Linked DNA regions of Mus musculus: all the other regions are linked to region 1. A link is a contact called in public promoter capture Hi-C data. All regions are on one chromosome and are shown on one strand. The core of a region is the stretch at or near the end of the contact, and the rest is flanking DNA. Distances in the headings are between cores, read along the strand shown. Region 1 holds the start of Phlpp2 (PH domain and leucine rich repeat protein phosphatase 2). Region 2 holds the start of Cyb5b (cytochrome b5 type B). Region 3 holds the start of Terf2 (telomeric repeat binding factor 2). Region 4 holds the start of Nqo1 (NAD(P)H dehydrogenase, quinone 1). Region 5 holds the start of Pdf (peptide deformylase (mitochondrial)).

What was found. Promoter capture Hi-C pulls out the DNA fragments that hold promoters and counts their contacts.
Region 2: a contact with region 1 is called in a promoter capture Hi-C map of stem cell-derived epiblast-like cells, with 2.5 times the contacts expected there. The contact joins the promoter of Cyb5b here to the promoter of Phlpp2 in region 1. A contact is called at or near these places in 6 of 39 promoter capture datasets (the C10 cell line, cranial neural crest, hippocampal neurons and 3 more).
Region 3: a promoter capture Hi-C map of cranial neural crest shows a contact between it and region 1. The contact joins the promoter of Terf2 here to the promoter of Phlpp2 in region 1. A contact is called at or near these places in 3 of 39 promoter capture datasets (cranial neural crest, hippocampal neurons and pre-B cells).
Region 4: a contact with region 1 is called in a promoter capture Hi-C map of liver, with 4 times the contacts expected there. The contact joins the promoter of Nqo1 here to the promoter of Phlpp2 in region 1. A contact is called at or near these places in 3 of 39 promoter capture datasets (embryonic stem cells, hippocampal neurons and liver).
Region 5: a promoter capture Hi-C map of hippocampal neurons shows a contact between it and region 1, with 4 times the contacts expected there. The contact joins the promoter of Pdf here to the promoter of Phlpp2 in region 1. A contact is called at or near these places in 3 of 39 promoter capture datasets (cranial neural crest, hippocampal neurons and pre-B cells) and 1 of 115 datasets of contacts at active chromatin or transcription factors (embryonic forebrain).

What each region holds. Positions count from the first base shown.
Region 1 is chr8:109,866,098-109,870,629 of GRCm38.p6, forward strand. Phlpp2 (PH domain and leucine rich repeat protein phosphatase 2) reads left to right here and starts at 2,506. Exons shown (of 19, transcript NM_001122594.2): 1 at 2,506-2,620. The coding sequence starts at 2,522. It overlaps Gm17344 (a long non-coding RNA gene), which reads right to left and starts at 2,433. Exons shown (of 4, transcript XR_003947453.1): 1 at 2,199-2,433.
Region 2 is chr8:107,149,355-107,153,364 of GRCm38.p6, forward strand. It overlaps Cyb5b (cytochrome b5 type B), which reads left to right and starts at 1,307. Exons shown (of 5, transcript NM_025558.5): 1 at 1,307-1,519. The coding sequence starts at 1,358.
Region 3 is chr8:107,093,732-107,098,327 of GRCm38.p6, forward strand. Terf2 (telomeric repeat binding factor 2) reads right to left here and starts at 2,817. Exons shown (of 10, transcript NM_001371065.1): 1 at 2,391-2,817; 2 at 2,198-2,293; 3 at 1,091-1,221. The coding sequence starts at 2,778. Mir7075 (microRNA 7075) reads right to left here and starts at 2,375; the gene lies at 2,294-2,375.
Region 4 is chr8:107,401,150-107,405,188 of GRCm38.p6, forward strand. It overlaps Nqo1 (NAD(P)H dehydrogenase, quinone 1), which reads right to left and starts at 2,056. Exons shown (of 6, transcript NM_008706.5): 1 at 1,917-2,056. The coding sequence starts at 1,923.
Region 5 is chr8:107,046,241-107,050,575 of GRCm38.p6, forward strand. Pdf (peptide deformylase (mitochondrial)) reads right to left here and starts at 2,374. Exons shown (of 2, transcript NM_026513.2): 1 at 1,821-2,374; 2 at 49-1,031. The coding sequence starts at 2,358. The coding sequence ends at 874. Cog8 (component of oligomeric golgi complex 8) reads right to left here. Exons shown (of 5, transcript NM_139229.4): 4 at 3,902-4,070; 5 at 2,469-2,890. The coding sequence ends at 2,568.

The sequences.
Region 1 (4,532 bases), core at 1,256-3,755:
GGATTCATTTTAAATTGATGGTGTAGGCTACTATCCAGATAAGGAAAAAGATAACCATCTATAAAACATTGCTGTTCCCTAGAATGAACTCATTGCTGGACTTGGGACACCAAAGTGATTAAGTCACATGCGATCTGTAAAAGGTAATCTGTAGTACCTCAAGAAAGTGGCTTTTGGAAACCATCTCCAACTATTTCCCTGCCCTTGGCTATCTACTTCTGTCTTCATGTTGGTGCCTGGTCCATTCAAAACAAAAAACCAAAACAAAAAACCAGTGTGTTTGCTGTGAAATCAACCAGGGTTAGAAATCCAACTAAATCAGGTAGGTATCTGAAATAATTTCAAAGTAGAAAGAAAACCCTGGGATGTAGCTTTTCTTTCACCTTTTATTAAACTTCACAGAGAGAAACCATGCTTACTGTAGTAAAAGAAAACAAAGAAAGGAAGATTGGGACTGTGGTAGAGGAAGGCAAAAAAAACGCCTTTTATAGAAGAAATGATTTGTATGAGGCAGAATCTTTGAAGCAAAGTTTTATCTTTCTTTTTCTTTTTTTAGATTTATATATTGATATATGTCAGTACACTGTAGTTGACTTCAGACACACCAGAAAAGGATGTCAGATCTCATTATGGGTGGTTGTGAGCCACCATGTGGTTGCTGGGATTTGAACTCAGGATCTTCGGAAGAGCAGTCAGTGCTCTTAACTGCTGAGCCATCTAGCCAGCCCGCAAAGTTTTATCTTGACATGTCAATTAGCTCCAAATTGAACAAAACATCTTAAGACAGGGCGGGCCAGGTCTATCTCGAATGCTGTTGCTTTTAAGCCTACAGTTAAAATACTCCAGACAAGTAGTTGCACAGGCCAAACTGAAGCAATGGGTAATAAGTGACCCTTTGCCCGGTTATCTTAGAAGTTGTTTTGCTTTTTAATCCCTTACAAGTTGGCTGAATATTCAACACATACATAAGAGAGGAAGCCCTAAAAATGAAGAGATCTAGAAGGCTTCTTACAAAATGTAGGAGCAGTTTAATGCTAATCACCTTTTGGGAAACCTAGAATTTCAGAATTACAGTGGCTACTATGAATCTTTAATATGAGTTAGGCTCTTTGTTCTGTCCAATCCACCTTGATAATGGCCAGGCAGATGTTAATCTAGTTCATTCACTCCTTAAGAACCAACGCAAGGGTCTAGAGAGATGGCTTAGTGGTTCAGAGCACTGGCTGCTCTTCCAGAGAACCCAGGGTCAACTCCCAGAGTTCACCTGTCAATTTACAACCATCTATAACTCCAGGTCCAGAGGATCCGACACTGTCTTCTGGCCTCTATCATCAGTCATACACGTGTTGTGTTGCATAGACTTAATACCCATAACAACACGGAAGACCCACCTGAAGCTGGGCATAGTGGTGCACATCTGCACTGGGGAGGTGGAGACAGGAGACTCTAAAAGTTCAGGGCCAGCTTTGGCTATATAGTGAGTTCGGGTCTGCCTGGGCTATGTGTAATTTTCTGTCTCAAAAAAAAAAAAAATCCGAAAGAATTAGATCAAGTAATTTGTACATGTATAGAATGTATAGATCTAATAATGAGTATAATTAACGGGGTGTGGTGACCCACGCCTTTAATCCCAGCACTTGGGAGGCAGAGGCAGGCGGATTTCTGAATTCGAGGCCAGCCTGGTCTACAAAGTGAGTTCCCGGACAGCCAAGGCTACATAGAGAAACCCTGTCTCGAAAAACCAAAAGAAAAAAAAAAAAAAAAGAGTACAATTGAGATTTGGAATTGGAATTAGGCAGACTTATAATTTGGCCCACTAACCACAAAACTATCTTTCACTCCAGGAACAAAAAGAGTCAGCTTTTAAAATAGGTGAATTAAGACTTGCAAAATAGAAAGCGGGCTTACACACCATGTTACTGGTTGAGTGGTTGAGGACGAGAAAGGAAATCTGATACTTTGATTACAGGAAAAGGACACTGAACTGTGCCTGGAAAGCTTAGTGTACTTGAGGTGGTTTGATGAAGAAGGTCGCCAGCTATCCCTAAGAGGTGAGTATAAGCAACAGTTCTTTCACCCCCAGTGGGTGCCAGGGGACAAGACACATTTGGGAGCAGGAAGCGTCTTGGATGGAGAATTCCAGCGCCGCCCATGGTGGAGGGTTGTATCTTGTCTATTTTAACAGGTGCAGGCCTTACCTGTCACTTCCTCTGGCCGCTTCTTGGAGGATCCAGAAAGTACCAAATTGCTCTCCCTGCGCCCTGGTCCTAGGAGCTCAGGGTGGAGCGCAGCAGAGGCTTACTCCGCCTGCAGTGGCGCCAGCCTCCCACAATTCTACTCCGGCCTCGCCAGGCTGACGACTACGCAGGTCCAGCGGGTCGGGGAGGGACCGAAGGGGGCGGAGCGTCTTGGTTAGGGGCGGGGTCTAGGCGGAGGGGCGAGGCCTCCCGCTGCTCGCGCGCGCCTCCGAGGCTCGCGCTGTCGCGCCGGGCCGGGCGTCTCTGTAAATCCTTGGCCGCCAATGGGGGAGGTGGAGCCCGTGCCCGCGGGCCCGCTGGAGCCCCCGGAGCCACCTGAAGCGGCGGCGCCTCGCCGGCCCGGAGGGATTCGGGTCCTAAAGGTGAGACGGCAGGGAGAGGGAGGAAGCAAGAGGGCTGTGGCCGCCTTCGCTAAGCTGCCCGAGGCGGCGGGCGCCCCCCGCCCTGCGTCCCTGGGCCGCTTGCACTTGGCCGGGCCGCCGCGGGCCTGCTGTGGGGCCTCCGGGCCGCGCCCCCGCCCTGGCCTCCGCCGCCCTGGTCCCCGGCGCTGTCCATCCCTGACCGCCGCCCGGCAGGCCCACGCCTTCGGGCAGCCGCTGCCCCCACCTTCCTTCCTCCCCGCATCCCCGGGACCTCAGTCTCCTCGCTGGGCCTAGCCCGGGGCCCCGGGACGGATTCCGGGGGGCTCCGAGGGCCGGCCGCGCCTGGCGGGAGTCAGGCGGCGAGTACGCAGGACTCGGCGGACACCTGAAGACATCACCCCAGCTGGAGGATGGCGGCGGCGATTGGCCAGGCGCCGCGGTGTGCGCGGGCTGCGCCGGCGGGAGCGGCCACGCTGCCCTCGGGACTGGCTGCGGGAGTTCCGAACCGGCTCTCGGCTCCAAGACGCAACACCCCGCGCTTCCCGCTCGGGGGACAGTCCCGGAGGATCTGCTGCCTGTGGACCTGCTGGGCGTGTTGCAGGGTTTGGGGGGCGGGGGTGGGAGAGCAGAGCCCGAAGGGGCACTCCTGCTTGGCTGACAATCCGGGGAGAAGGCAGTGGGGGAGCCGTTATGCAACAGGCAGCTAAGCGGGGCTTTTTGGTAGAATCAGGGGAGTAGGAGGATAGGAAAACAGATGCAGGGGAAAGGGGAGTGGAGCCTTGAAGGTGAGTGATGACAAGAAGTTTCTATGCAGGAAGAATGCAGAAGGTGAGCTGAGGTGAGGTCAGCAGAGATGGCTAAAAGGTGGCTAACTGGGTGGAGTTCTCTACTAACCTCTGAAATAGTGCAGAGACATTTTTTTCTGTAGGTTCAGTATATAAACGAACTGGAATAGTGGAATGGAATTCCTCTAGAGTTCTAGAAGAGCAATTGGCAGGATTTAAAACTTGCCAAAGAAGGGGAAGAAAATTAAGATTTAATGTGTTTCGAAACCAGTCTGCCAAACATCGAAGATACTTAATGTTAAAAGCAAACCTTAAGTAATTAAATGAGATTGTTGTTGAGTAATATTTCCTTTTATTAAGATTATTAGTAAAGTAGCACAAAGATGGAAGCAGCAGAAAAATTTATTTGTTGTACTTAGTGAATTCATAAAACCAATACTCAGTAGACTGAAATTTTATTTTCTGGCACCTCCCAGTGTTAATGCATAGTTTACTTTAGACTAACTTCATAACTGTTACCTACACTGTTACCTACACTGGAATTTACTCAAGCATAAATCGAAGTGTAATTACTCAAAGTCTTCCAGATATTTAAAATGATAGCAAATAACGAACTGTAAATTGTGAGTGGATTCAGTACAGGCAAGAGATCTGCAGGACTAACTTATGAGGAAATAGTTTTGAGAGATATCAAATGGCTTTTGGTATGCAGAGGATGGTCAATTTAAAAAAAAAAAAACTTTTCTTGTAACCTTTTTGGGTCATGTTGAAATGGCCAATTGCATGAATGGAGGGTTCCTGAAGCTCTCATTTTGGGATCATTAGAAAGATTCCAGTGATGGGTCGGTCAGTCTTGATTCTTGGTCAGAATTGAGCTCTTGCCATGAAAGTCTTTCTGAAAGGCCTTCCTGGCCTTGCTTTCCTGAATTAGTTAACACTAATCCTCGTAAATAAGTGGGATAGATGGTCATGGAAACAGGCCTTGTGTGTCCCGCAAGCAGAAGTTCTCTGGAGTTGCTGAGTGGTTCGCTCTCTCAATTTTAGCCTATAAAGAGTACAAGAGGTGAGCAGCAGACTTTCTGAACCTTGAAGAATGTCATGTTTGCCCACAGGTTTTTCTCTGGAGA
Region 2 (4,010 bases), core at 57-2,556, 2.7 Mb before region 1:
AGTGCAGGCTGAGCAAGCCAGGGGAAGCAAGCCTATAAAGAACATCCCTCCATGGCCTCTGCATCAGCTCCTGCTTCCTAACCTGCTTGAGTTCCAGTCCTGACTTCCTTGGTGATGAACAGCAATGTGGAAGTGTAAGCTGAATAAACCCTTTCCTCCCCAACTTGCTTCATGGTCATGATGTTTGTGCATAGAATAGAAACCCTGACTAAGACAATGGCTTATAACCTGCAAGCATAATAAACCTTCTACTTCTCCAGCTGGTTTTGGTCAGTATTTATGAGAGCCATCAGAGCAAACTACAGTACATAGTTTGTGTAATTAGGAACTTAGGTTATGGAAAGTAGACATGGTGGTGTCCTTTTAAGCCAGCACATGGGAGGCAGAGGCCTCTGAGTTCCAGGACAACCAGGCTTACATACTGATACATTTCTAAACAAACAAACAAACAATAAAATATTAGTGAAAGAGGTTGCAAATAGTTTACAGAGTCATGAGTGCTAGGTTGTGAAGTAACACCGTGAAACATTTTAGGATGATCAGCCTCTTAGTTTTCACCGCAATTAAAGAGAAAGGCTCGCAACCTTGCACATTAACTTAGAATTCCAAATTACCTAGACTTTTAGCAAGGGTCATTTGAAGTAAATCCTATTTTAGGCCATTTAGAAACTAAAACAGTGTAGATGAGCCCTGATCACTGAAGAATTCAGTTAGAGATTGTTTTGTCAGTAGTGGAAGAAACTTAGGACATCTACCCTTGCCCCAACTGCTGTCCTAAGGCCTTGTACCTAAGAGCCATGGAGTCCAACGCCACTTGTGATTTACACAGTGGATTGCTGGGCTCACGCCTCTCTTAGCACACTCTCTTTAACACACATCCCAAACCTCTGGGCAAGGAAGGTAGAGGTCACCACACCCATTTTAATTGTTGAGCCTTTTGGAGCCTAAAGGGAACCAGTCTGGGGGACAGCAAAGCTTGTAACCCCGGGGGCTGCAATTCTGGATGGGAAGATCAAGGGAAAATGCGGGTCCGTTCATTCGGGGACCCAGGGTGGCAGGAAGGGAAAAGAGACGCTGGAAACCGGCTCTTTTCTTTTAGGGCCGGGCCTGCCCATGGGCCGAGCAGAGAGAATGCTCTCCTGTGGTGACACTTGTCACCCGGCCACGTTTAGGCGCTGGTCCAAAATCACGATATCTGATTGGCAAGGTTGGAGGGGCTGGTCGACGCCGATTGGCCAGTCGGACGTCGGACCAGGTTTACCCGGTTACGGAAGCCGAGGAGGACCCAGCGCGGGCCGGCAAGTCAAGGAAGTTAGCGGTGGAAGCCCAGATAGCGGCGGAGAGGGCTTCGGATCCCATGGCGACCCCGGAGGCCAGCGGCAGTGGCGAGAAGGTCGAGGGCTCCGAGCCCTCCGTCACCTACTACCGGCTGGAGGAGGTGGCGAAGCGAAACTCGGCGGAAGAGACGTGGATGGTGATCCACGGGCGAGTCTACGATATCACCCGCTTCCTCAGCGAGGTGCGGGCCGGGGAGGCGGGAGGCCTCCGCGCGCTGCCGGGGTGGGGGTGGGGAGAGGCCACGCGTGGCTGTCCGGCGCCCGGAAGGAACCGTGACCCTCGGAGGGGCTGCAGTCTCAGCCTCGACTGACAACGTGCGTTTCTCAATGCATGGAGCACTTGCAGGATGCTAGATCACACGCCAGGCCATCAACCCGTTTCCCATAAAGAGAAACTGAGGCTCACGGAGGCCGGGAGCTCTCAAGGGCACACACTTAACGACCTAATCGAGCCCAGTTCAGAACTGCTCCTTTCCAGGAAGTATGCCTTAGAAAGCAGTGCTTTGGGGGGCTTTTATTTTCTAGAGGAGAAGGCAGTTTTTTTAAAAAGTAAAAACAATTAAATTTTGTATGTGGGGGGGGTGGGGGTGGGGGTGGGGGCATCTGCATCTGCGTTTGGTGCCAGAGGTCAGAACCCCAGGAGCTGGATAAGAGGAGGTTGTGAGCCTCCTGATGTGGGTGTTGGGTACTGGATCTTCCGAGAAAACAGAACATGTGCACATGTGCTCTTATCCAGTGAGCTGAGATTCCTCCCACCCCTGTTCCTGGTTAGGCAGTAGAGTGTGTGGGGTGTGTGTGTGTGTGTGTGTGTGTCCGTGGAACTTTTATGTAGAGCAGGCTGGCTTCGAACTCAGGGATCCTTCTGCCTCTGCCTTCTGAACGCTGGGGTTAAATGTGTGGGCCACCAACACCTGGCTTTCAACCCTTTTGTTAGTGCTTCAAATCAAATCTTATTACTCAAGATCTCTTTGAGACTGTTGGGCCACAGATAATTTTCCTCTTTGTGACAGGGCGTTTTTCAGCTTATTACATAGTCTCTGTAGACCTTGAACTTCTAATCTTCCTGTATATGCCTTTCTAGGGATCAGATCGCTCATGCTTATTAGGCAAACACTGTCAACTATATTACACCTCTAGCTGGGGTTTGACAAGTGTATTTGACCATGTAGTCACTACAGTAAGGAAAAAGAACATTTCACCCCACTAAGATGTTACTCTCTTGTTCCTTTGCTGACTGTCAATCTTTTTTTTTTTTTTTTTCCAAGACAGGGTTTCTCTGTGTAGCCCTGGCTGTCCTGGAACTCACTCTGTAGACCAGGCTGGCCTCAAACTCAGAAATTTGCCTGCCTCTGCCTCCCAAGTGCTGGGATTAAAGGCGCCACCACTGCCCAGCCTAAAGATTCTTTTTTTTTTTTTAAAGATTTATGCATTTATTTATTATGTGTAAGTACACTGTAGCTGTTTTCAGACGCACCAGAAGAGAGCATCTGATGTGAGCTACCATGTGGTTGCTGGGATTTGAACTCAGAACCTTTGGAAGAACAGTCAGTGTTCTTAACCACTGAGCCATTTCTCCAGTTCTTGTTTTCTCTCTCTCTCTCTCTCTCTCTCTCTCTCTCTCTCTCTCTCTCTCTCTTTTTTTTTTTTTTTTTTTTTGGTTTATCGAGACAGGGTTTCTCTGTGTAGCCCTGGCTGTCCTGGAACTCACTCTGTAGACCAGGCTGGCCTCGAACTCAGAAATCCGCCTGCCTCTGCCTCCCGAGTGCTGGGATTAAAGGCGTGTGCCACCACGCCCGGCTTTTTCCTCCTTTTAAAACAATGTTTTTTTGGCTTGAACCCAGGGCCTTAGATGAGTACAGGGCAAACACTGAACCAAACCCCTTATGCCCCCAGCCTAGCTGTTTGCTGTATCAATTGTTATTTTGAGATAGGATCTTATATAACCTAGAATTCCTGGTTCTTCTTCCTCTACCTCCCAAGCACTAGAATTATGGCTGTGTAATGTCAATCTTGGGCCAACATTTTGTTGTTGTTTGTTTGTTTGTTTGTTTGACACAGGGCCTTTCTACACAGCCCTGGCTGTCCTGGAACTCACGATGTAGACCAGACTGGCCTCGAACTCACAGAGATCTGCCTGCCTCTGCCGCTTGAGTGCTGAGATTAAAGGTGGCCCAGCTTCATTTTTAAATAACTGGTTGAGAGCAACATAGATAGACGTAACTATTATATTAATATGGATACCAGAAACAGTTTCTGTGACATTCTGATCATATATAATTGTCTGATGAGTGATGGAGCCTAGCTTAGAAGATTCCTTGATTTCTTTTGCCCATATCTTATTACTTCAAAATACTAGTCTTAACACTTGTTTTCTGGTATTTGTCTTTTAATACATTTACTGTTAAAGCATAGTATATAGACAGTCCATGTCCCAGAATTTCTTGATTGATTGAGCATAGATAGTGGGTTCGGAAGGACCCAGATAAGGGGACATTGCCAGCCTATTTCACCATGTTCTGATAAAGCTAGAGATATCTTCTAGGCAAGGCTTTCCTTAAACTTGAGATACAGATCTTTATCTGTGGTTAGCTATTTCTTTTATTATTGTCCTTATTGTTTAGACATGGTCTTACCTGTTGTCTAGGCCACCTCTTTGGTGCCCAGTCTGGCCCT
Region 3 (4,596 bases), core at 1,567-4,066, 2.8 Mb before region 1:
TGGATTATTCCTCCTTGAAGTAAACAACAATTACCCAAGCATTCTTTGCAAGACTAAACAGTAGTGTCTGCTCCAGGGCCTTAACTGAACAGATATCTGGTTTTTTTGTTTTTGTTTAAAAAACAAACAAACAAACAAAAAAAGCAGGGTATTTGAGTACCCTATATAGAGCTAATGGCTTCCTTGTGAAACAGGGTTTCCTCCCTCTACCTCTAAGACCTCACCCTTTGCAGGAGTTCTCTTCTGTTAGCCTTAACTTTCCTGCTATTCTTCCACCCCCAGTGATGCACACACTTCCACACCCTCAGCCTGGTTCCTGGAGAAAAAAAACCTGCAGCCAGTTGTTTTGTTTAAAGAGTTTTTCTTGAAGCCACCAGAACCCAAACACTCCTAGACACTCCTCAGCTAGCTCTGTCACTCTAGAGCTCTGTCACTCTGGAGCTCTGTCATTCTGGAGCTCTGTCACCCCTCAGCTAGCTCTGTCACTCTGGAGCTCTGTCACCCCTCAGCTAGCTCTGTCACTCTAGAGCTCTGTCACTCTGGAGCTCTGTCACTCCTCAGCTCTGTCACTCTGTCGCTCTGTCACTCTGGAGCTCTGTCACTCCTCAGCTAGCTCTGTCACTCTGTCGCTCTGTCACTCTGTCGCTCTGTCACTCTGGAGCTCTGTCTGTGCTCTGTCTCTTCTCTGGTTGACTCTAGTCTAGTGCAGGAATGATTCCTTAAGTCTTCCTTTCAGCAGTCAAAAAACTCAGTCCCACATTTCCCAAGGCCCTAACCATTCCTTTTGGCTTATTACAGACAATGGCAACCAAACCTAGGACCACAGATACTTGGGGGGCCTCAGTGCTCCTCAAAGGTACAAACTTCCAAAACCGTCTTCAACGTCAACCACTTCCCAAGGCCACAAAAACAACCCAAACCACAGAGCTATCCTCTCCACAGCTAGAGGGCTTACTACTTACTCTGTCTGTCTCTCCCTCCACCTGCTCTTCCCTCTACCCACGCAGAAAAGATTCCACAAGGAGTCTGCAAAGATCCCTGACTTCTGCTAGACAATAAAATAAAATAAAATAGTAAAAATGTGTCTTACAGCCTCCTTGACCAGTTTTCTGCTGGATTCAACCATAGAGTCTGTCAGTGTGAACTCTGTTTTAATCATCTCCAGCACATTGATAGCTGATTCCAAGGGTGTGAGCTCAGCCTCCATATCAAAGGAACAGTCTAGGACAAAACACAGTTTCCACTTTAAGCTCTTTGCTAAGGAGGAGCAAACATGTCCAAAAAGTTTACATAGCTATTTATAAAGCATGCAAACACCACAAGACTCATTTGTACAAAGAACCATGCAAACCAGGCATTTAATCTCCTCACTCAGGAGGCAGAGGGCAGAGGCCAACCTGGTCTACACAGTGAGTTCAACAGCTATGGCTATGTAGACTCTTTTAAGACTCTGTCATTAAAAAAAAAAAAAACTAATAATATAAAAGGGCCATACAGACCCAGTAAAGTTTGCATTTATTTGTTTATGTCCTTGATATATGGTTCAAATTCCAATCAACATATTTCTTTTTTGTTTTTCAAGACAGGGTTTCTCTGTGTAGCCTTGGCTGTCCTGAAACTGGATCTGTAGCCCAGGCTGGCCTCGAACTCAGAAATCCACCTGCCTCTGCCTCCCAAATGCTGGGATTAAAGGTGTGCACTACCACTGCCCGGCTGGCTTCAACGTATTTTAAGTGACTATCTTTCAATACTTTTTAATACAGCTCAATTATAACATATATGTTTGCCTCCAAAATCCAGAATAACACAACTTCCTCAGATACAAGGGGCCAACAATGAAGAGAGTTTGTTAAGTAGCTGCCAAGTTCAACTTGTGTGTGGATGGGAGAGTGTTCCCACTTTACTATTTGGAGGAAGAGGGAGAAAGATGTGTCCTTATTGACGTAACTTACTTGTAGCAATAAAAATGGGTGTGCAATTAACAGGTGGGAGAAAACAAAACAAAAGACAGCCAAGAAACTTTAACTGGAGAAAACCGGAATTAGAGAATTCAACCACTGTTGAATGAAAAAGCCCTCCGCGGTGGAACCAGTAGTGCACTTTAACCCGGAATCTTTCAGTTCCGGATGTTAAGTTTGAAAATAACAAAACCCTACGTAAGTAAGCCCAGAAAAGAACACACAAAAAATAGCCGTACCTAAATTTTCTCCTTCTTCAATGCGCGACAGACACTGCATAACCCGCAGCAACCGGGACACCGTATGCTCCTTCCCCAAGGGCCTGACAAGCAACGCTGGGAAAGAAGACATGGTTGGCTCCGCGAGCCCCGGACCCCAAGTCATGCCCCCCAAAACCATGTCCTCCTCCCCGCGGCCCGAGCCGGCTCTCACCCTGCATGATGTCCCGGATCTGCCTGAAGTCCCGGTACCGGCTACTCCGAAAGGCCCGCAGCGCCTCGTGGAAATAGAACTTGAGCACCCAGCGGTTGACCGCCTCCTCCAGGCGAGCTTCCCCCGCGCCCCGCTCGGCCGCGCCTCCCAACCCTGGCTCGTGTCGCCCCCGTCGAGCCCGCCCGCCGCTGCGCGATGCCCGTCGGCTCGCCGCCCGCCCGCTGCTATCGCTGCTCCCGCCTCCTCCCGCCATCGTGTTCGACCGCCGCTCGCCCTCCCCGCCCTCCCCGCCCTCCCGACTGGGCCGTTTCCTTGGCTGTGACGCCATCGGGTCACGCACAACGCCCGGGCCGGAAGCAGGGCCCGCTGTCCCGGCTCCCGCAGCCATGATACCGACGGGGTTCCGAGCCGCCCGCGGGCTTCTGGGAGGGAAAGGACCGAGGCGGCGGGGGGTCTACCCACCTCCTCGGCATCCGTAGTTCCTCTTGTGTCTGCTGCAATGCTTGCTGGGGATTGGAGTCCACACAGCCCAGCCAGGCGCGCTATTTTGAAGACTACGCTGCAGACTTGGGACAGTGTAAAGAATATGAAAAATAAGCGCGTGCATAATGTTAGACATTTCGCAAATTGTGAAAAGCAGTACAGTAGAAAGAAATTACTTTGTTTTGTTTTGACACAGAGTCTCACTGTGTATCCCTGGTTGGCTTGGAACTCAAGACATAGAACTCTGCCTCTGTGTTGCAGTGCTGAGATAGTGCCAACATGGCCAGCCTTTTTTTTTTTTTTTTTTTTTTTTACTTTTTTTCTTTTTAAAACATAGGTTTGTTCTGGGAATCAACGGAGGTCCTCGCCATTCTAGAGCAAGCACTTTATCAACCGTGCACTGTCCCCAGCCACCTAGTAAAAATGTATTCTAAGACAGGCCCTGCAAAGTTACCCAGGCTAGTTTTGAACTCATGTCAGAGCCCATCCACAACATGGCTTTGGAGCCACTCTCTAAAGCAATCCTAGCTATGGTAATCCAAGCTGCTTGGTGATTCCAGCCTGTTTGCCTTACTTAACAGGAGCTAAACTATCTGCCTTGATATCCTGACAGGTCTGCTTCTTATTGTGTAAACCTTGAACAAGTTACTTCTCCGTTTGTGTACCTGTGCCCCTTTCTGTCAAGTGGACATCGTGAGGATTGTATTAAAATGAACTGAGTTACTATTTCTGGTTCCTGTAGCTCAGGGTTCAACAAATTGTGTGTGTGTGTGTGTGTGTGTGTGTGTGTGTGTGTGTATACACAGAGATCCAAGGATAACTTTTAGAAGTTGGTTTTTGCCTTTCATTATGTGGATCCTAGGGACTGAAATCAGGTCATCTGGCTTAGTCTCTGGCAAGCATCTTTATCCACTGAACCATCTATCTTGTTGCTCCTGGATTCCAATTGCTTTTCATGAACTCATCCAGAGCATGCTTGGACAATCTATTTTTGTTTACAAAAAAAAAAAAAAATCTGATTTTTAAGTTTGGTGCAGTGGTCCATGTCTTTACACCCAGTGTAAAAGTTATAGCTCTGAGGGGAAAGTATCTTGGCAGTCAAGAACCAAGGAATATCACAAAGTCACACTATACGACAAACCTCACACACAAGAAATTTACTGGGAAGGAAGGAAGACTCAGGCTCAGGCGAGAGGCAGCTGGATACTGAGTAGAAGGCAGGGTTTATGTGGGGTTTCTTGGGGTGAGAGTGGAGCAGGGCAAGTTTTCAAGTCCAGAGCTTGAGTTTTTTTACTCTGTAGGGTGAGGGCTGGCTGGGTCCAGCCATTAGAGTGGTTAGAGTGTTCTGTGGATGGAACTGGTGGTTGGAGCTCCTCAGGGGCGAGGCCTGGCAAGGGAAGGTTTCTCTCTAAAAAGTATTACATCTGTGCTTCAGCAAGGGGGAGGTTGCCACAGTGGAAGGTGTTACACCTCTGTTCTGGGAGGTATCCTGTCAATCAGGGGACAAAGAACTCCACAAAATCACACTGTACAACAAATCTCACACAAGAGATGTGTTTGGGAGGGAAGACCCCAAAAGGGTGGCTGCCTCTGCTTGGGTAAAAAGCAGCAGTGAACTGAAGGAAGACTTTATATAGGGTTTCTTGGGGGGTGGGAGGTGGAGCTTCCCAGAGTGGACAGTTCCAGAATGGGGATTGGTGGGATTTCAAGGAAGTGTGGCATT
Region 4 (4,039 bases), core at 806-3,305, 2.5 Mb before region 1:
GAGGGTCAGCTCCCTGTGATTGGTGTCACCCTTGGGCAGGTGCCACTCACTGGGTTGTGTGAGAGAACAGGTTGAAAAGGTCACAGAGAGCAAGTCAGTAAGCAGAGTTCTCCTGCTTCAGTTCCCACCTCCAGGCTCCTGCCTCCATTTCCCTTGGTGACGAACTAGGACCCGGAACTGTCAGCTGAAACCCACCCTTTCCTTCTCCGCTTGCTTTTGGTCGGCGTTTCCTCGCAGCAACAGAGAGCAGACTAGGTTGCCAGTATTACAGCCTATGGGCGTCATTTTTCTGTTTTACTTTTTATTTTGTCAATCTTCTACTCTAATTTGTAAATTAAATTTAGCCTGGCCTGGACACACACCTGCACTGGGGCGCAGAGGCAGGAGGTTCAGGTGTTCAAGGTCAGCCTAGACCAAATCGAGTTTGAAGCTAGTCTGGCCATAATGAATGAGTGGATGAACGGATGGATGAATAAACAAACACTGAACTGAACCGAACACAAGTGTGGGAGTGTAAGATAAATATGATAATGCTTGTGCTCTGTGCTGTCTGCGGCTGCAGTGGAGGGGGCTTGGAACATTTATCCCTCATGCATAAATGGAGACCGAAGCAGACACAGCCTTACCAGCTGTTGAAAACCCTCCCTCGCTGGCTCTCCCAGCAACTCATCGCAGAGCTTAGAGAACACTGGGATGACCCTGTACAACGGCAGAAGCATCCTTCCCTCCCTCTGTGCTTTTAGCAAGGCGAGATCCTGAGTGCATTTGCAGAGTCTGAAATAGTTTTAAAGGGAAAGGAACTCCAAAAAGTTAAGTCCCGCCCCAACAGAGGAAACACCTAAACCTAATTGCTGCCCAGAACTCAGAGCCAGGCCCTGTTGGGAAGTACTTAGCCCTGGAGGCTACTTGGCCAAGAACGCAGTAGATGCCAGTCAAACACTAGACAATAATGTGGTGGTAACTGCCAAGGACTCTCCCCTGCCTTCCCCTGGGCTGATGGCAAAGTGAGGAGACTGTCACAAAAATGGACCAATTAACAAATCGGATTTCCTGCTCCAGGGTCACAGTAGAAACTTTCCAGAGCCAGGTAGACTGGAATTAGGCTCCGATTCTGTTACACTCCTTCTCAGCTACGCTCCCTGTACCCATCTCCACATCTTCCCGTTTTGTTTCACAAAGTGGTGATACCCCTTTTAAAAATCTGCGGTTTGGTTTGTTAGTTTGTTTGAGACAGTCTCTCTTCATTATGTAGCTCTGACTGTCCCGAAACTGGATCTATAGACCAGGCTACCTTGGAACTTAAAAGAAATTTGCCTGCCTTTGCCTCCAGGGTGCCACCAAGCCCAGCAGTGGTCCCTGTAAATTGCCTGCTTGCATTTCTAAATGTTAGCAACGTATTTCCAAATGGTTAAATACTATCTGGCCTAGGTTGGGGATGTGCACAGAGCTCAGGTGGTAGAGAGTTTGTCTAGTATGCAGGAAGTCCTGGTTTCAATTCAATTCCCAGAGCCGTAGAAATCAGGCGTGGTGATATGCACTTAGAATCCTGGCACTTAGGCAGTGGAGGCAATAAGACCCCAAGTTCAAGGCTATCCTTCACTATACAGCAGCTTTAAGGCCAACCTAGGACACATGTTACCCTTTTTCTAAATAGTCCAAACGCGGTACAGGGAGTGGCAGCTCTGTTAAGGAACGGTGTAGAAGGGGCAATGCTAGAGTTGCCCACGGGTGAACTTGGGCTGCAGAATAATCTGCATCGCTGGTTCTGAGAAGAAGTTCTCCTTCCAGAGACTAACCGAGGCTCATCCAGGTTCCTAACCACCTCACTTTTCCTCTTTGAGGCAAGGAACAAAACTCACAGCCAGCCCCTACATCCTCCTCAGAGTAAATCAGACTGGAGTTGGCGCCACACTCACCCGCCATGGCTCCAGATGTTGAGGGAGGATCGTAATACCGAACGCTGATTGGCTGAGCAGCTGGTTGCCAAGACGACCCTAAAGCTCTTCGGAGAGATCCTTAGGGCTGGCTACAGGCTAGGCTAGTAAGAGCTGAGCCTTGGGGTATGGGCTGAGCGAAGGCTTTATATCCTGCTTATGCCCGCCCAGCCCACTGTGCAGAGCAGCCAGCGAGGGCGGGGCTGGACTCCAGAACCCAGAGGCATCTTGGGAAGATACCAAGTTTTTGGCAGGGAGAAGCAGTTTGGGGCTGGACTAGGACTCCTGTATATGGAAGTCAAAAGGGTTCCCCGGGAGCAAGGGAGTGAGAGAGAATTTGAGGATATGGGGACATATTGAATAAATTCATCTGCTCCCTGTCCCAAGACCTCCTGGGTACAAAATGGAAATTTCCAACAGAATTTTTCGAGCTTCGTGGGACCTGCCTACATAATCAGCCTGTGTAGATTAGTCCTCACTCAGCCGTGGGAAGTCACCTTTGCACGCTAGGGGAAGGGTGGGGCAGCAAAACGGATGGGCTCAAATTTTGCCGACTCACTGTGACTCTAGACTGAAAGTTCAGAGAGACTTGTCCTCGTGTGAAATGAATTCGTGCTGCGTTCTGCTCTTAGAAACTGCAAAAACTGCTCCCTGGGTATACACACTTGGGTCTCCTCAACTTTGCCCCCGGTGACCAGGTAACGGGGAACTCATCTGTGCGACTCTCTAGGAAGCCAGAGCAAAGCTGGCAGGAGACAGCAGCCACAGGGAAGTGTTTCTCTGTGTAGCCCTGGCTGTCCTGGAACTCACTCTGTAGACCAGGCTGGCCTCGAACTCAGAAATCCACCTGCCTCTGCCTCCCAAGTGCTGGGATTAAAGGAGTGCGCCACCACGACTAGTACATGCTTTTAATCCCATCACTTGGGTGCCAGAAGCAGGCAGATCTCTGAGTTTAAGGCCAGACTGGTCCACATAGCTAGTGCTAGAACAACAGCCAGGGCTACATAGGTGAGACCCTGTCTCAAAAACAGAGAAAGAAAGAAAAAGGGTTGGAATAAAGACCCTACATGTATGTGTGTGCCTTGGTCAAGCTCCCAAAGTAGGGTAGACATTATAACAGATTGCCATCATTAAAAGAGCTCAACTTTCCTGTTATCTGATAAATTCTGACAGTGAGGGAAAGACACACGTGCAGTCTCCTGTGGTGACAGGCTAGTGACAGCCCTTGTGATGGATCTCAGTGGAGTCTCATTCCGGTTAGGGCAAAGCCGAAGTAACACAATGGGCTATAAGAGGGAAGAAAGAAATATCAGCTGCAGCAGGCAAAGAGACCAAGGACAATTTTTAAAGCAACGCACTTCCCAAACAAAGAAAAGGTGAGAACTTATTAGGGAGGCAGATTCTTGTTCCTATGGGGGAGGTACTTTGGGGAGGGTACATTCCTGCACATGCCCAGTTTGCACCACAAAGCTTTATCTGGAAATAAAAGGATACCCTGAAGGTTTCTTAACACAGGGACCCTTGACCCTTGAAGGCTTGGCCTTGCTTAACTACTACAGTTGAAGATACGTGAGACCTCATTTCAAAAATCAAAAATAGGAGCTGGGGATATAGCTTCATCAGGAAAGGCTATCTGCTTTCTCACTGGATGCTGTGTGACCAGGCAGCTTCGTCTGCGATGTCAGACTCTCCTCTCAAACAACGTGCTAAAGTAGTTTCCACAGGCTGCTTCTGTCTCAGCATCAGACAAATACCAAACACACCACACTACAATGTTCAACATTGGGTTTTCTGGTGTTTCCTTACAGTTTGTGCCTGAGGGTCATCTCTCAGCTGTAAAGAAATACCAACATAAAAACCACAGTTTATTCCGGAGCCATTTTGAGTGGCCACGGCCTGGGAACACCAATATAGGGTACCCCAAATTTTATGTTCCAATGTGGGTGCAGCCTCACAAGATTTTTACAATTTACAGAACAAAGTAATAAGTTAAGGCGACTTTAAAGTACGTTGGTGGGAACCCTGGAGAGGTGGGTACACTGGAGAGGTGGGTACATCGAGATGGGGGGGTGGGGTTTATGGTCCAAGATGCTATCTGATGACAC
Region 5 (4,335 bases), core at 1,124-3,623, 2.8 Mb before region 1:
CTTTCACTGTCTGCTTTGCTCTGATTCAAAGTGGCTACCAGTAGAAGCTTTGTTCTTTAGATTTTATTTCAATTATGTTTCTGTGTAAGTTTATACACAAAACAATACCTGCAGAGGCCAGGAGGCGGCACTTAATTCCCTGGAGCTGGAGGTATAGATGTAGTGAGTTGATTGATGTAAATGCTCAGAACTGAACTCTAGTGTTGTGCAAAAAAAGCAAGCACTCTTTAACCTAACTGCCTAGCTATCACCCCAGACTTGAGCTTTTTTTTTCTTTTAAGAGAATCTTACTATGTTCCTTTGATGGCCTTAAACATTAGCCTACGATTGCCAACAGAGTGCTGGAATTAAAGGTGTGCCACCACACTCAGACTTTTAAGACTGCATTTTAAGACAACTTTCAAGTCCAGCAGTAGTGTGATACACCTTCAGTCCCAAAGCTCAGGAGTACAGAGGCAGGTATATCTCTTAAGTTTGAGGCCAGCTTGTCTACAGAGTGAGTTCCACGACAGCCAAGGCTACACAGAGAAACCCTGTTTCAAAAAACAAATCTTTTGGATATCTGGATTACCTTATCAATCAATTGTAGGCTGTGGGGTTAGAATGTGTCTCATTTGTACAGAGGATGTTTGCCTGCCCACTCCTCTCCATGGGAAATTGTCAGGAAATAGCCACTCCTTTAATGGTACATTTGTAGTCCTGCTGTAATCGTATTCTGTCAGATCTGATTTCAGGGCAAGCATTTCTATCATCTTCATCTCAGACCAGCACACACTGTCTACTGTCGGACTGGAACCAATTCCAAGCTGAAGCACAGATGTGACCATCTTAGTCTGCATGCTGGATTTCCAGATCCTCAATTCAAGGAGAGTGTTAGTCATTCACCTCCATCCAGTGGAGATTGGTAAATGTCCCACTGTCCATTTTGTCGATGAACAAGCAGCCCTGCAAGTGATCCATCTCATGCTGGATGATTCGAGCTGTCCAACCACTTGCCGACCACACCACTGGCTCTCCTTTTGGGTCCAGTCCTGCAAAGGAAGTTACAGGCTCGATGAGGTGAGGCTTTGCTGAACTCATGCCCAACCTCCTGTCCCTACTTTGTTTCCTGCCCTGGCCATGCCTATTTATATCCTATCTACAGAGGCAGCATCCAAGAGTGAATGTGGATAACAGCTCTTATCCCTCCTAGAAAGGGTACCCCAATTTTGTCCAGTGCCGACTTTTTACTCAGCGTGATTCCCAGCACTACTACAGGGCAAGGATAAGAAATCAAAACTCTTTTCAAGGGCTGTTTATCAAAGGTATTTCATGCCAGGCATGGTGGCACACACCTTTTAATCCCAGCACTCAGGAGGTAGAGGCAGGCGGATTTCTGAGTTCGAGGTCTACAAAGTGAGTTCCAGGACAGCCAGGGCTATACAGAGAAACCCTGTCTCGACCCCCCCCCCCCAAAAGAAAGGTATTTCAGCTTGGCACTGTAGCAAATAACCATATTACATAAAACAATGTGAATGTGAAGCATGGAATGGTTTGTTGCCCTAGTCTGGGTAAATCTGGGTCCCACTTTCTTACACAAGCCCCACCACGATAAACTGGGAAAATCGTGTGTGCAATACAGACACACTTACATGGGAATCTATATACCTACTCATGAGAAAGGGGAAAGACAGGCTCCATATCTAAGGAATCACCCTGCAACCCATCTAGGCGGGCCTGACCTGCTCTTCAGGAGTTCAGTTGGCTCCCGAGTGCCGCTGTGTCTGCACTGTCTCTAGCCAGAGAGAGCAAGACCACCCCGCTGCCCACGTCCCCTGCACCTGAGATCTGCACGGCTTGGAAGCGAGGCACACACGCCAGAAAGCCGGCGACACTCTCGCAGCCCTCGGGGAAGGTGACCAAGCGGCTGTCCAACACTCTCAGACTGGGGTTCACCAGCACCCGAAGTGGGAAGGGTTCCATCTGACGCAGTTCGCGCAGGCGCGGTGAGAAGGCTCGGAGGAGCTTGTCCGGGAACTCGAGCGCCAACACTTGCAGCGGCACCCCGAGCTGCGGCGCACTAAGGCCCACACAGCCACGCCGTCGCATTACCTGCACCATCCGCCCCACCAGCCGCTGCAGCTCCGGCCCCGCTAGCTGCTCGGGTTCCACCGGGGCCGCCACGACGCGCAGCACCGGGTCCCCGACCTGGCACACGTGCGCGTATGGCGGCTGCGGCGCGCCACATACAAGGCGCCTGAGGTACCGCCAGTAGGAGCGCGTGCGCGCCGGGCCCTCCAAGGCGGCCAAGGAGCTGCACCTCTGCGCCCGGCTCCCCGGAACCCACGCCGGCCGCGGCAGCCTGCCCAGCAGCAACATGGCGCGGGGAGACGCCGCGGCCCTTCCTTCCGCTAGCGCCAAAGACGCCGGGAAGCGTAGTTCCCGTGTAACTTCCGGACGCCCATCGTCGGGAACAGCAGGCGAGTGGCGACAGTTGTCGGTTTTATTAAAGCTGCAAATACCACAGGGCCCGCGCTATCCTGGGCAAAGCAACTGCACACACCTTCCCGCTGCAGAAGCGCGTACCCTCAGGGCTGCTCCCCAGGCTGCGGGCAGGGGACACTGCCTATGGCTCCTCCCTCACTCGGTGGCTCGGCTGGCAGCGGCTCCCCCTCCATGGGCTCCTGAGGCAGCGGCTCCCCTGGTTCCCTCTTCTCTGTTACAGGCTCCATGCTCCGCTGCTCCGCAGGGAGCTCTGGAGCTGGGGCCACGAGGTCCGGCCCCAGCTCCTGCTCATCTAAACAGAAAACTGTTTCTCTCTTAGGCAAAATAAAGGCGAGAGGTTCCTGGATGGCGCTGATGTTCACGTGTCCAAGGTTTCCGTGCTTAGAGAGCTGGGTGGGTGAAATGCCTGACCCAGATGGTAGGGAAAAAGAAATGAAAAAGAAAAAAAAAGTTATTAAATTCAATGCAGAGATCTCAGGGATGGTGTGGGGCAGGGGAGGGGACACTCAGAGAAAAGATTTAACACAATTACATATTTCAATACAACAAGAACATCTTTTTGGGTTTTTTGTTTTTTTGAGACCTGGCTATGCTGGAACTCTATAGACCAGGCTGGTCTCTTATCTCACAGAGATCGTCCTGCCTCTGCCTCCCAAATGCTGGTATTAAAGTTGTGCCAGGCTAAGGGCATCTCTGTAATACAAAAGGACAGTTAGTTATATTGGAGCCCCATTGTAAGGGTGGATGGAGCCTGAGCCAGGAGACACTCAGTAAATACTGGAGTCCAGGCACAGATCCCAGCTATTTGGGAGGCAGAGGCAGGAGGATCTCTGAGTTCAAGGCCAGTTGGGTATACCAAGTTAGTTCCAGGGTAGCCAGTGCTATATACTGAGATCCTGTCTAGTGTCAAACCAAAAACAAGGGCTACAGACATGGCTCAGTGGTTAAGTACTCTTCCAGAGGTCCTGAGTTCAATCCCCAACAACGTGGCTCACAACCATCTGTAATGGGATCTGACGCCCTCTTCTGACATACACGCAGGTGTGCATTCAGATAGAGCACTCACATAAAATCTTTAAAAAGACAAAACGAAAACAACAATGATAAAAGCCAGGCTGTGGTGAAGAACACCTTTAATCCCAGCACTCAGGAGATTTACAGAGTTCCAGGACAGCCAGAGTTTCACAGAGGAACCCCTGAAGAGAAATCCCATATCAAAAAACCAACCAAACAAACAAACAAATTTTTTAAAAAATCTTTCCTTTTATCCTAGCTCTTGGGAGGCAGAGGCAGGCAGATTTCTGAGTTCAAGGCCAGCCTGGTCTACAAAGTGAGTTCCAGGACAGCCAGGGCTACACAGAGAAACCCTGTCTCAAAAAAAAAACAAAAAAAAAAACACAACTTTCCTTTTTCTTACCTAAAGTCTGGGCTATCTGAGCTGGTGGGAAAAGGACTTGAAGACAGCGGTTCAAATAAGGAACAAGGTCTTCCAGGAAGGCAGTGCAGAACTGGACAAAGATCTCATGCTCCCCACTGCTGAACACAGCCTCTTCGGCTCGATGGAATGCCAGAATTGTTTTGGTTACCTACAGGACAATGTCAAAATCAACCACAGAGGCAGTCTACGCTGCTGACTATGTGGACAAGCACAAACTTGCAGCATAGAGAAAGTTCATTCACAACAGGGGTGGCAGGGGCTCCTTTAAGCCCAGTGCTTAGGGGCAGAGACAGGCAGAGCTTTGTGAGCTCCAGGCCAGCCTGGTCTATAGTCCAAGTTCCAGGACAACTGGGGATACAACCAAGACACACAAATCCTGTCTTGAAAAACAAAAAAAAGGTAAAAGAAAAAGG